Regions from separate parts of the Sus scrofa genome. Here region 2 is linked to region 1. Evidence: chromatin contacts called from public HiChIP or PLAC-seq data. All regions are on one chromosome and are shown on one strand. The core of a region is the stretch at or near the end of the contact, and the rest is flanking DNA. Distances in the headings are between cores, read along the strand shown.

What was found. HiChIP or PLAC-seq counts read pairs in DNA pulled down with a chosen protein or histone mark.
Region 2: an H3K27ac HiChIP or PLAC-seq map of alveolar macrophages shows a contact between it and region 1. The contact joins the promoter of LPAR5 here to the promoter of SPSB2 in region 1. A contact is called at or near these places in 1 of 5 promoter capture datasets (fetal liver) and 1 of 2 datasets of contacts at active chromatin or transcription factors (alveolar macrophages).

What each region holds. Positions count from the first base shown.
Region 1 is chr5:63,833,490-63,839,947 of Sscrofa11.1, forward strand. It overlaps SPSB2 (splA/ryanodine receptor domain and SOCS box containing 2), which reads left to right and starts at 3,296. Exons shown (of 3, transcript NM_001243315.1): 1 at 3,296-3,475; 2 at 3,620-4,367; 3 at 5,346-5,586. The coding sequence starts at 3,704. The coding sequence ends at 5,473. It overlaps LRRC23 (leucine-rich repeat-containing protein 23), which reads right to left and starts at 3,140. Exons shown (of 8, transcript XM_013987385.2): 1 at 3,015-3,140. It overlaps TPI1 (triosephosphate isomerase 1), which reads right to left. Exons shown (of 7, transcript NM_001037151.1): 7 at 5,984-6,458. The coding sequence ends at 6,355.
Region 2 is chr5:64,045,961-64,052,418 of Sscrofa11.1, forward strand. It overlaps LPAR5 (lysophosphatidic acid receptor 5), which reads left to right and starts at 3,510. Exons shown (of 2, transcript XM_005652601.3): 1 at 3,510-3,930. ACRBP (acrosin-binding protein) reads left to right here. Exons shown (of 10, transcript XM_003126533.4): 9 at 86-169; 10 at 1,565-1,886. The coding sequence ends at 1,687.

The DNA.
Region 1 (6,458 bases), core at 2,046-4,545:
TCAGAGCAAGAAGGAGCCCTTTGGGATGCTGGAAGTGTTCTTGATCTTTTTGCTGCATAAATATGTAAGATCCACTGAGCAATTTAAGATTAATATACTCTGTATATGTGACATCTCAATAAAAAAAAGTAAAAAGTTAAAATTGCTTGTAGCATTGTGGAATACTTGAGCTATTCCCAACCAGATGTGACCAGTTCAGGATTCCCAAGCACTGGGTAAAGACCATGTTTTAAACCACTAGCTGAGCTGGCTATGGATTAGGCTTACCATCTGTCCTCTAAGCCATGATATCCTTATTTTTGTTGTCACAGTGGCAAGAATATCCAGGTTGGGTGGATGACAAGTGCTCAAGTTCACAGCTTTCTTTTCATTTTTTTGGCTGCTCCCACAGCATGGGGAAATGCCCCGGCCAGGGGTCGACCCACACCACAGCAGTGACCTGAGCCGATGCGATGACAACACCAGATACTTGACCTGCTGCTGTGCCACAAGAGGACTCCACATCTTTTCTTTTTCTTTCTTTTTTTTTTTTTTTTTTCGTCTTTTTGCCATTTCTTGGTCCGCTCCTGAGGCATATAGAGGTTCCCAGGCTAGGGGTCACATTGGAGCTGTAGCCGCTGGCCTACGCCAGAGCCACAGCAACGTGGGGTCCGAGCCACGTCTGCAACCTACACCACAGCTCACAGCAATGCCAGATCCTTAACCCACTGAGCAAGGCCAGAGACCGAACCCAAAACCTCATGGTTCCTAGTCGGATTCGTTAACCACTGAGCCACGACGGGAACTCCGCCATATCTTTTCTAATATGCTTTCTTCTTTCTCCTTGATTAAAGAAATATAAACATTTATCCTGTACACAATCATAGTATACTGTCATGTTTTGTATTTTACACAAAACTAACATGTACTTAATAGATGGGGTATGTAAGGGTAATTTTATTTTATTTTTATTTTTTTAAGGATCTGGCATTGCTGTGAGCTGTGGTGTAGGTCGCAGATGTGTCTCAGATCCCGGGTTGATTTTATTTTTATTTTTTGGCCACACCCATGGCATCAGGAAGTTCCAAGGCCAGGGATCGAACCTGAGCCACAGCAGTGACAACACCGGACTCTTAACCTGATGGGCCCGCAAGGAACTCCTCAAGAATAGTTTTAACTATGAGACATAATTGTCACCTTTCCTCTCCCAACTCTCTATCCCCTAAAAATATAAAGCATGTCGCACAGTGTCTGACACATGCCAGAAAGTACCAGTTCAGCGCCTTCAGCATGGACCGCAACCTCCCACAATCCACATGTCCTCTCTCACTAAAGTTGCCAATGACCAAAAAAAAAAAAAAAATCATGTATGTTATCAAACCTGAACTGTCCACTGTGCTGTGTCCTCCTAAACCCTTTTCCCACTCTACATACTATCTCCAGGGCCTCACCCTCTGCATATGAATGTTCCCAGGCCAGGGGTCAAATCAGAGCTGTAGCTGCTGACCTACCACAGCAACTCGGGATCTGAGACGCATCTACGACCTACACCACAGCTCACGGCAACACCAGATCCTTAACCCACTGAGTGAGGCCAGGGATCAAACCTGAGTCTCATGGATACTAGTTGGGTTCATTACCACTGAACCACAAGTGGAACTCTCTATTTTTGTTTTTTCATGCTGACCTCTCAGTCTGAATGGTTTCTACATGCAGCAACTCTAATCCAACACCCACACTGCAGAACCACCTCTCAGGCAAATTCCTTGTCTTTTTTCTTTTTTTTTTGGCTGTACTCAGGGCTTATGGAAGTCCCTAGGCCAGGGACTGAATCCAAGCCATAGCTTTGACCTACAGGCAGCTGCAGCAACACTGGATCCTTAACCCACTGAGCAAGGCCAGGGATCTAACCCAAATCCTCATGGATACTAGTGGAGTTCTTAACCCAATGAGCCACAAGAGGAACTCCTCCTCTTGTCAATCTTAAAGATTCAGCCCAGTGTCATCTGCTCCACGACACTTTCCAAAGTGCTTGATCCGTGGAGTCCCATCCTTTTTACTCCCATAGGACTTTTTGTATAACCAGAATTTTATCTACTACATGACAAAACTGTTTTATAAATATCCTTGTAAACTCCTTGCGGATTCACTGCGTCATCTTCAGTGCTTCGCACAAATGATTAAATTTGAATCAGAAACGGTTCTAAGGGCTTCACATATGTATGTGTAACATCACTGAATCCTCACTATAGCTTATGCAGTTCATACCAATAGTATCCCCCTTTTACAGAAGAAAAAACAGGTACGGGGGTGGTTCAGGAATTTGCCAAAGTTCTCCTGCATACCCGCCTTCAGGGATTTGCACACCCTGTCAGCCTGGCTCCACAGTTGCTAAATACCACTATATTTTATTACCTCTCTACAGAATAGTCACTTAGAAAATGTTAAAGAAATAGGACTAGCTAAGCTTAGTGAATGCATACGATATCAAGGGTTCCTTGCTAAGTGCTTTACTTGGACTGTTTCAACTCCATAACAACCCTGAGGTAAGTACCATCATTATGCCCATTTTAGGAAAGAGAAAACAGGTTTAGAGAAGTGTGGCAACCTCCCCAAGGTCACAGAGATAATTAGTGACATTGTTTCCCTCCCAAGCAAGGTCTGGACCACCACACTCTGCCAGGTGAGGCCCACAGCTCAGGAATGGATGGACAGGGCAGATGAAGGCTAGAACAGGATGCAGCCCTATGACACCTACCCCTCTGAGCTAGAAACTCAGCGTATAGAACCTCAGGCTTAGAACCGGCTGACTCACAACCCGGGTCGGAGAATGACCAGCCCAAGCAACAGTGACCCAGAATCAGAAGGCCTGGGAAACAGATGTCACCACAATGGCAGACCTTACTTGACCTCCGGCCCTATATCCCCAGGCTGCTCAAAGTTCTTAACGGTGAAAAGACCTCCAGGGACCTCAAAGCGATGATACCATGAAAAGGTTAACTCTGAGCTTGGCGGGCCAGGGAAGGGTTAAGTACCTGGCGGCTTCCTCGCGGGGGCGAGGCCTGGGGGCTGCGGGCTGCTTGGAAGGTGTCCAGAGGTTAACCGCCCGCGAGTGGGCTCTACTCACTGCTTGACCTTCGCAGCCGCCCCTGGTGCCGAGTTTTGACCGCCCCGGAGGGGCCCGTGTGGGCGGGGTCTCCGGCGGGGCGCGACCTGGGGTGGCGACTAGAGGGTTAACTGCCCCAGAGGGCCCTTAGGGGCGTGGCCTGGGGCGGGGCGAGGCCTGCGGGAGGGGTTGGGGGCGGAAGCGGCCGGCGTTCTGGAGCCGGAGCTCCTCGGCGACTTTCGGCCGGGCTCCTCCCGAGGGCCGGCGACCTCCCGGCACGGGAAGCTGAGCGTGGTTCGGGGGCAGGGACAGGAGCAGGAGCGGGCGAAGGGGACGGTCCCTGGACAGACCTAAGGCGACAAACTCGCGCGTCTCAGGAGACGCGGACAGGTGGGTGAGGGCAAGATGATGGATCTAGGAGCTTTCGGGGAGCTGAGCGGGAGGAGTGGGGCAGTGAGCAGAGCTGGGGGAAAGGATGAGGCGCCTAGGTGTGGAGTCCCTCCAGGATCCTCCTCTCCCCCAACTTCTCTCTAGGTCGATCCCAAGCGGGAGCTCAACTTTCCGAAGAGAGACGTCCCAGCAAGCCTCTTTTGGGGAATCCTCCAGCTTCTCACCTCCATGGGCCAGACGGCCTTGGCAGGGGGCAGCAGCAGCACCCCCACCCCACAGCCCCTGTACCCTGACCTCTCTTGTCCCGAGGGCTTGGAGGAGCTGCTCTCTGCTCCCCCTCCTGACCTAGGGGCCCAACGGCGTCACGGCTGGAACCCCAAGGACTGCTCAGAGAACATCGAGGTCAAGGAAGGGGGCTTGTGCTTTGAGCGGCGGCCTGTGGCCCAGAGCACTGATGGGGTCCGGGGTAAGAGGGGCTACTCGAGAGGCCTGCACGCCTGGGAGATCAGCTGGCCCCGGGAACAGAGAGGCACCCACGCCGTGGTGGGCGTGGCCACGGCCCTCGCCCCGCTGCAAGCTGACCACTATGCGGCGCTGCTGGGCAGCAACAGCGAGTCGTGGGGTTGGGACATTGGGCGGGGGAAGCTGTACCATCAGAGCAAGGGGCCCGGGGCCCCCCGGTATCCCCCCGGACTTCAAGGTGAGCACCTGGAGGTGCCGGAGAGGCTGCTGGTGGTTTTGGACATGGAGGAGGGAACTCTGGGCTACGCTATTGGGGGCACCTACCTGGGGCCAGCCTTCCGTGGACTGAAGGGCAGGACCCTCTATCCAGCAGTAAGCGCTGTCTGGGGCCAGTGCCACGTCCGCATCAGCTACCTGGGCGAAAGGAGAGGTGAGGCCTGGGGCAGGTCTGGGGAGAGTGTTCTATCCCTGGTGGCTGTGGTCTGGGATGCAAGCTCAACGCCTTCCAAGAGGCGTTGTAAGTAGTGTGCCTTCATCTGACAGGTCTCCTGGCTCAAAGCCTGGGCCAGCAGCTCCACCTTCATCTGACATGTCTCCTTTCCCTATTCAGTGCCAGGAATGGCTAAGGAACTTCACAGCTCTTACCTCATTTAATCTTCTAACAGCCATAGAGGTAAAAGGAAGGTTGTTGGGAAAGCAACTTGCTAGGAAGTGATGAGCCCTCAAAATGGAGGGGAGCACCCTAGGGATCAGGACTTCACAGGAGGTACCAGTCCCTGGAGCAGGAGGTGCAAAGAGTGAAACATGTACTGAGCTAGGAGGACAAGTCCAAAAGGAAGAGGTGCCAGGCACCCCAGGGTGTGTACCAGACTCACTGGGCTCTGTCTCTTTGACACATACCTACTTCCTTTCTCAGTCAAACCCCAGGAAGGAGCCATTGAGGCCCAGGCTCCTGGAAGGAAAGCAGTGAGGGAGGAAGGGCCTTGGAGCAGGGCTGCAGAAGGGGCTCCTTGGGGAACCCATGGAACCAGACCTTGGGGCTGACTAGACTTTACTGTCCTATGCAAGTGGCAGAGTCTTCATTCAGCAGAGGGTGGCTGCTGTGGAGAGGGCATGACCTTCCATTCACCCTCTCTGCCCCAGTGCCCAGGCCTCTCCGCAATCAAAGCCTGGGCCAGCAGCTCCACCAGTATCTGAGCTGCCTGGGCCTGTTGCTTAGAGGGCCTTAGATGGGTGAAATTAGTGACGCAGATGCAGAACTCCAGGGAGCACGCTCCACTGAGGTGGAAGCAGCCTTGTAGCAAGAAGGCCACAGGGAAGCAGCGGGGAGCCGGGCAGGACCCTGTTTGAGGACATCCAGCGACTGGTGGCTACACCCCTACTTACTTTCCCTCCTTCTCTCTCCCAGCGGAGCCACACTCCCTTCTGCACCTGAGCCGCCTGTGTGTACGCCACGCCCTGGGGGCTACCCGGCTTGGCTACGTTTCTGCTCTGCCCTTGCCCCCTGCCATGAAGCGCTACCTGCTCTACCAGTGACCCCTGCGATACCTCAGATGGTGCTGGGGCCTTGACCCCTCTCCTCCCCTGGGGGGCAGGGAAGAGGCACTGCTGACCTAGACCAGCTACTTGACTAAAGCCAGAGGCTGGGCGGGGGGGGGGGCCCGTGGGGGAGGCCAGGCTGGGCCCCATCCCAGCCCAAGCTCTGGGGAGCATGACAGCCCCCAGGGCCACCCAGAGAGCAGAAGGGAGGGGGCTGTTCATCACGGCTGTGGCAGCCTGGTACGCAAAGCCTTTTTGGAAGTAAAGGTTAAGAGGTGTGCTGCTGTAGAAGCCTGTTCATGGTATTTTTTTTTATTGTTGCACAAGGGTCTTGCGACTGCTTCAGAGAGGAAAAAAAAAAAGGATTTAGGCCAGGTCAGTGAAGGACAAACCACAGGGCTCAGTGCCAGGTGTTTATTCCCCCCCCTACGGGACTTCTCACAGACACAACACACACAGGCATTGGCACCGTGGGAGGGAGCAGCACCCCGGCCCCAGCAGAGGACAGGGCCTTCTCTCGGTCCTTGGCCTCGTGCTGTGAGATGGGACAGGATGGTTTCTCTCTCTTGCCTTCACCGGGGACGGAGGGGACCCACGGGCAAACCACCCCTCCCACCTCTCAGCCAAGGAGACGCCTCCTTGGTGACAGGTTTAGTTCCAACTGAACAGTAAGTGGTGGCAGGATTGGCCTGGTCCCAGCCATTACAGGGTAGGGTGTAAACGGGAAAGGAAGAGGTCCACCTGGGATTAGGCTGTGAGAGGGGGCAGGCGACACCATCAGAAGCATGTGGGGGGTGGGGCAGCACAGTTATTGGGCTTCTGAGCTCCCTAGTCCCTGGCTTGGAGGGAAGGGGAGGTAGGGGCGATGGATGGGCTTATTATTTGGCATTGATGATGTCCACAAATTCAGGCTTGAGGGAAGCGCCACCCACAAGGAACCCGTCCACATCAGGCTGGCTCGCCAGCTCTTTGCAGGTTGCCC
Region 2 (6,458 bases), core at 2,260-4,759, 210 kb after region 1:
GCCACTGTGGGCACGTCACGGGCGTTGCTCTGGAGGGCCAGGGTTTTGTGAGGCATCTGATATCTCCATCCGGTTCCTGGCATAGATTTGTGACACAGAATACGTGCAGTACCCGAACTACTGTGCCTTCAAAAGCCAGCAGTGCATGATGAGAAACCGGGATCGGAAGGTGAGCCCTCACGTCACACCCCCCCGCCCCAATCAGCCCCTCCTGACAGTGATCACCTTGGTGGGTCTATTCTGGGATCCTGTGGCATCAGAGAGGCAGGGGTGTGGTGAGCACCTTTGGGCAGAGGCCCCCCCCCCAACTTGTCCTCACTCCTTCAGCCTCAGGGTGACCATCGCTCTGGGGCTCAGGGTTCCTTCCGGGCTGAGGGTTCTGTTGGGGAGGGAGCCTGCAGACCAGAGGCCCCAAGGACACGCCAGGTGTGCCGAACCCCCAGCCAGTTGAGGCCTCAGTCTTAGCTCCTGCTCTTACTCATCAAGTCGGCTGAGCCAACTACTTCCTCTCCAGCCTCAGGCTACTCATTTCCGTAAAGAGGGGTGGGGCTGTGGGGTCTCTTGCTGCTTTAAAACCTCACATCATCATCTAAAATAGGTCACAGATGAAACCATCTACAAAACAGAAACTCAGAGACATGAAGAACAGACCTGTGGTTGCCAAGAGGGAGCGGGAGGGAGTGGGACGGACTGGGAGTTTGGGGTTAGTAGATGCGAACTGTTACATTTAGAATAGATATAGCAGTGAGGTCCTACCATACAGCACAGGGAACTCTATTCAATCTCTTGGGATATGGAGTTCCCGTCGTGGCGCAGCAGAAACGAATCTGACTAGGAACCATGAGGTTGCAGGTTCAATCCCTGGCCTTGCTCAGTGGGTTGAGGATCTGGTGTGGCCGTGGCCTGTGATGTAGGTCGCAGACGCAGCTTGGACGTGGTCTTGCTGTGGCTGTGGTGTAGGCTGGCAGCTGTAGCTCCAATTCAACCCCTAGCCTGGGAACCTCCATATGTCGCGGGTGCTACCCTAAAAAAACAAAAGCAAAAACAAAAAAAGAAGAGTTCCCATTGTGGCACAGTGGAAATAATTCCGACTAGGAACCATGAAGTTGTGGGTTTGATCCCTGGTCTTGCTCAGTGGGTTAAGGATCTGGCATTGCCATGAGCTCTGGTGCAGGTTGAAGACACAGCTTGGATCCCAAGTTGCTGTGGCTGTGGCGTTGGCCAGCAGCTGTAGCTCTGATTCGACCCCTAGCCTGGGAACCTCCACATGCCATGGGTGCAGCCCTAAGAGGCAAAAAAAAAAAAAAAAGAAAAAGAAAAGAAAAAAGTGTTTGTCTTACGTATGACTGGGTCGATTTGCTGTACAGCAGAATTTGACAGGATATTGTAAATCGACTTTAATTTAAAAATTTTGTAAAAATCCTCATCTGAGTTTCCCAGCAGCTCTGCTCCCTGTGCCCATGCCCCATCCACCCCCCCATCCCCCACCTCTGGTTCATGGACTTCTGACACCTCTGGCTCCTGGCTCTCCAACTCAGACAGTGTGCACCCAATCCCCGTGCAGGTGTCTCGCATGCGATGTCTGCAGAATGAGACGTACACCGTCCTGACCCAGGCCAAGAGTGAGGACCTCGTGCTTCGATGGAGCCAGGAGTTCAGCACCTTGACTCTCGGCCAAGCTGGATGAGCTGGACTCCATCTTGTCCCCACCCCGGCCCCCCTTCCACACTCTTCATTGCTGTTGGACCCCAGGCTTCCCCTTCTGGCCTGAGTCTCTTACCCGGCTCCGATCCCTGGCGTTGGGGCAGCAGTCCTGGAAGGGTCATGACATGACGGGAACTCCACCCACCTTAAAGGATGTCTTTACATAAAGTGTTTATTTTCAACCTGTGCGGCCTGTTTGGGTTATGATCCCATCCTCAGCCCTGTCCCCCTGCCCCACAGCGTCAGCTCTCCAACCCCTGGGAGTTATGGATCCATCTGCAGGAAAGAGAATCAAAGGGGTAGTACCCAGGGCAGCAAGCCCTCCGTTAGGAGGAGAAGCCCTGAGAAGCCAGGGGGGTGGAATGAAGGTCACAGCCAGTGTCTTGGGGAGCCTGTGGGCCGAAGGGCGTGTGTGTCTTCATTTCTGAAGCCCTGATCCCAAGATCTCGGATGTGAGTGTAGGACTGTCTCTCTGAGGATGATCTGAATGAGGTCGTGTCTAGTGGGCCAACTGCAGGGCAGTAGGGCCGAACTTGAGCTTTTTAGGAGGGAGGAAAGAACTGTGGTTGAGCTCAGGAAACCCCTGCTCTGATATCAAGTGAGAGGTCTGATGGTCTGAAAACGGTGAAGTGGGGAGGAGCTGCACCTTTTGTTTGTTTTTCAGCCACACATGTACAAAGTTCCTGGGCCAGGAATTGAACCTGTGCCACAGCAGCCACCAGAACCACAGCAGTGACAACGCTGGGTCCTTGAGGAACTGCATCTTTTTTTTTTTTTTTTGTCTTTGTTGTTGTTGTTGTTGTTGCTATTTCTTGGGCCGCTCCCGCGGCATATGGAGGTTCCCAGGCTAGGGGTTGAATCGGAGCTGTAGCCACCGGCCTACGCCAGAGCCACAGCAAAGCGGGATCCGAGCCGCGTCTGCAACCTACACCACAGCTCACGGCAACGCCGGATCGTTAACCCACTGAGCAAGGGCAGGGACCGAACCCGCAACCTCATGGTTCCTAGTCGGATTCGTTAACCACTGCGCCACGACGGGAACTCCAGGAACTGCATCTTAATGACATGCTTGGAGCTGTGACTCCAGCATCAGCCTTTAATAATCTGGGATCCCCCAAAACATGTTCTGGATACACACATATGAGGGAAACTGCACAGCATTTAGAAGAAAACATTACAGAGTTCCTGTCGTGGCTCAGTGGTTAAAGAACCCGACTAGTATCCATGAGGACGTGGGTTCGATCCCTGGCCTTGCTCAGTGGGTTAAGGATCCAGTTTTGCCATGAGCTGTGGTGTAGGTTGCAGATGTGGCTCGGATCCAACGTTGCTGTGGCTGTGCCTTAGGCTGGCAGCTGTAGCTCCGATTCAGCTCCTAGCCTGGGAACCTCCATATGCCGTGAGTACGATCTTAAAAAGACAAAAAAGAGAAAACATTATGGAGAAGCTCAATATGTAGAATATAGCACAAAGAACAGTGTCAAGCATCTCCATCTACCCTTTATCAGCTTTGATTATCAACATGCCATTGGCCTTTTAATGGGATGTTGAAACCTCTGAGAAGCTCTGTAACAGAGAAACCTTTTCCACTTAGTCTCTCCATTCTCATTCGACCACAGTGTCCTTTTTCACCTGCCGCTTGTTTTTGAGTACTGACTGCAAACACCATGCCCGGTCCTACTGATGTAGAAAACAAGGGGCTCAGCCCGGGGTACAGAGACCAGAGGCTGTCATCTGAGCCCTGGTTCCCCCCCACACACACACACATACACACAGATAGAAGCTACATGTGGCAAGAGTGAAACCACCTGCAGGAACCCAACAGAGAGACAGACAGCCAGGAGGAACTGATGAGAACAAAAGGCTGGTGGGTTAGTCATCTGGCATCACTGGGTGGGTGTGCCAGTTAGGCTCACCGGAAACTGTGGGAAATGTGTGAGCCATGAGGGGACAGTCAGCAGTCAGCGATGGTTGGGGCCAGATGAAGTGCCTTTATCCGCTGGGGATTCTTCTCCTCTGACCTGTCTGTGGACCACTGAGGGCAGTGCTTCCTCCTCTGTCTCCCTGCCCCACGCAGGGTTGGGCGAGTGCAGGGAGCTGGGATCTGCTGACAGCTGCGGAGGTGGGTGTGTCCGCCTGCCTGGAGCAGGTCCTACCAGCCCAGCCCAGCCCAGAACAGGCAGCAGCGGAAGCCAGCTCAAGGCAGCGGCGGAGCCTCAGCGAGCACAGGTATGGGGGCATCACAGGTTGGGGGGAGCCCCCCAGGGGCAGCCCCTCTCCTTTAGAAATAGGACATGGGTGGGGGGGGGTGGAGGTGAAAGTAGGCTGTGGGCCCTGGGAAAATGTTTCAGTCAAAAGCCCAAAGGGACAGGCTTGGGCCCACAGACAGGGGACAGAGGATTGCCCTAGATCTTGAAGCCCCACCCTGGCTGTCCCCGAGGCTGTGTCCTCCCCTTCACCGGTCAGGTCCCCACTGTCAAGCTGAACCCCAATCCCAGGGCCACCGAGGAAGGCCCTCTGGGGCTGGTTGCCAGCCCTTTCCTACTCTTAGACAACGCAAGCCCTAAAACCCACTCGCCCCAGGGCCGGGCCTTTGCCGGTGACAATGAACTCATCTGATGAAACCCCATCAGCAGGGTCAAGGCTCAGCTGTGCCCTTACGGGGATCCTTCCAATGTAACCAGTGTGCTTCAGTGGTGTCTTGGACAGACGCTGCCTTAACCCAGGGCATTGTCTTTATCGGAGGATTAGATGAACTGTGTCCAGGGTCCCTACAGTTCTGCGGGAATGTGGCCTGTGAGGGTCCCGAAGTGGATAAAATTTCAGATACTGAGCATGGGTTGGGGGAGATATTTGAGAGCGGGCAAGGCCTTCTGGTCCCTCTGTGTCCCAACCATGAGGCAGCTGCCCACCGAGTCCTTATGTTCACGGGGGCCTCCCTGACGGAAGGGGTTGTGTCGCCTGTCGCTTCAGGGTGAGCGAAGGTCGTAGCAGAAGGGAAGATGGAGGCAAGGATTAAACGGGAGGCAGAAACCTACTCAACCCATGAGCCTCACTTCCTGGCAACTGAGGGACCCTAGAACCCAGCTCTTTCGGCCTCTGATACCTGTGCCCACAGGAAGGGGAAAGCAGAGACTTGAGTGCTGCCTGAGGTCAGGGCGAGGTCCACGAGGCCAAAGGCTCCTGTGGAGGCGAGAACCACCCAAGGCTATGGAGGGCTGAACCCTCTTAGGTCTTTTTTTTTTTTTCCTGTCTTTTAGGGCCACACCCAACACATATGGAGGTTCCCAGGCTAGGGGTCCAATCAGAGCTATAGCTGCTGGCCTACACCACAGGCATAGCAACTCAGGACCGATGTGCATCTGCGACCCACACCATAGGTCACAGCAATGCTAGATCCTTAACCCACTGAGCAAGGCCAGGGATCGAACCCTCATCCTCATGGATGCTAGTCAGGTTCATTAACGGCTGAGCTATGATGGGAACTCCAGATCCCACCTAGGTCTTGATTGGGACCTTGTTTCCTGTTTTTCCAGCTCTTGTCCGCAGGGTGGGGAGAGGTATGCTGGTGGGGAGGTGACAACCACACATCAATCATTGAGCTGTAGGTCGCCTTTGCTTTCTGCCTTTTTCCAGAAAAACCGTGGGGAGACATGAGAGGGAAAAGTTGCAGCCGGGGATGGGGTTGGAAAGGCAAGAAGAGAGTCTCAGGTGGGGAAGGGTAGGGGGAAGCTGGAGCAGGGATCTGGGCTGGAGGAAGCAGAGCGGGCCTGGACTGGGGACGAGGGAGGATGGATAAACATGGCAGTGGGAAGAACGTGGCCCCTGGGGCAGGAGGAGGCCATCCATTCACCCTGGTGACCTCGTTAAACTCCCTGCCTTAGACTCAGGACAAGCAGATGGGCAGGATTCATTTGTGTCCTGGGGCCGCTGTGGGACGGAGCTTGTCACAAGGCCTTTAGACTTCATGAAGCTTCCACTGGAGGCTCAGCACCGTTGGGATCTGTAGGGAGCATCTGAAAGGACCCATGTGAAGGGGTGCTGAGAGTTACTGTCTGTGGGGAGCGGGCACATCTTCGGGCCCTGAGCTGCCTGAGGACAGAGCAGAGGAAGTGGGCTCAGTCGGCACCACACACCGCAGGAGGGGTGGGACTCGTGTGCCAACTGGCCTGTGGCTGCCAGCATCTGAAAGGTGGTTGGAACTCTTCTAGAGATGATGTCCAGAGATCTGAGATTCCAAACCTTTCAAGGATGTGGATTCCTACAAAGAGGAGATGAGGAGATCAAGGGCTTTGGTGAAGGTGGTAGTGGGGGGAGAGCGTGGGAGGGGGGAGCCCAGGGAGAGGGTGGCAGACAGGAAGAAGCTAGACAGACAGGAGGTGTCTCTCCCCTCCCTGCCCCCATCACTGTCCCAAATTGCCCATCCCTTTCTGTTCAGCTCCCCTCTGCATCGCTGGTCAGGCACCAGAAGGGTGGACACCACGGGCCAGTGGTGTGGATGAGAGGGAGGGAAGGGTCATGAGTTAGCCTCCTGTGCACTTTTAAACCCCCTGTTCTCACTTCCTGCCGGTGCAAAAATAACCCTGCCCCTCTGACTTATCTCAGCAAAGACTGGTGCCCAGCCCGGCTCAGAGGGCAATAGGACAGGTCCCAGAGGGTCACTGAGGACAAAAAGAGCCTGGACCCCCCATACACACATGGGGAGCTGCAGAACAGGGACTCGGGGGTGGGAGGAAAGTGTGTGTGTGGGGGGGGGC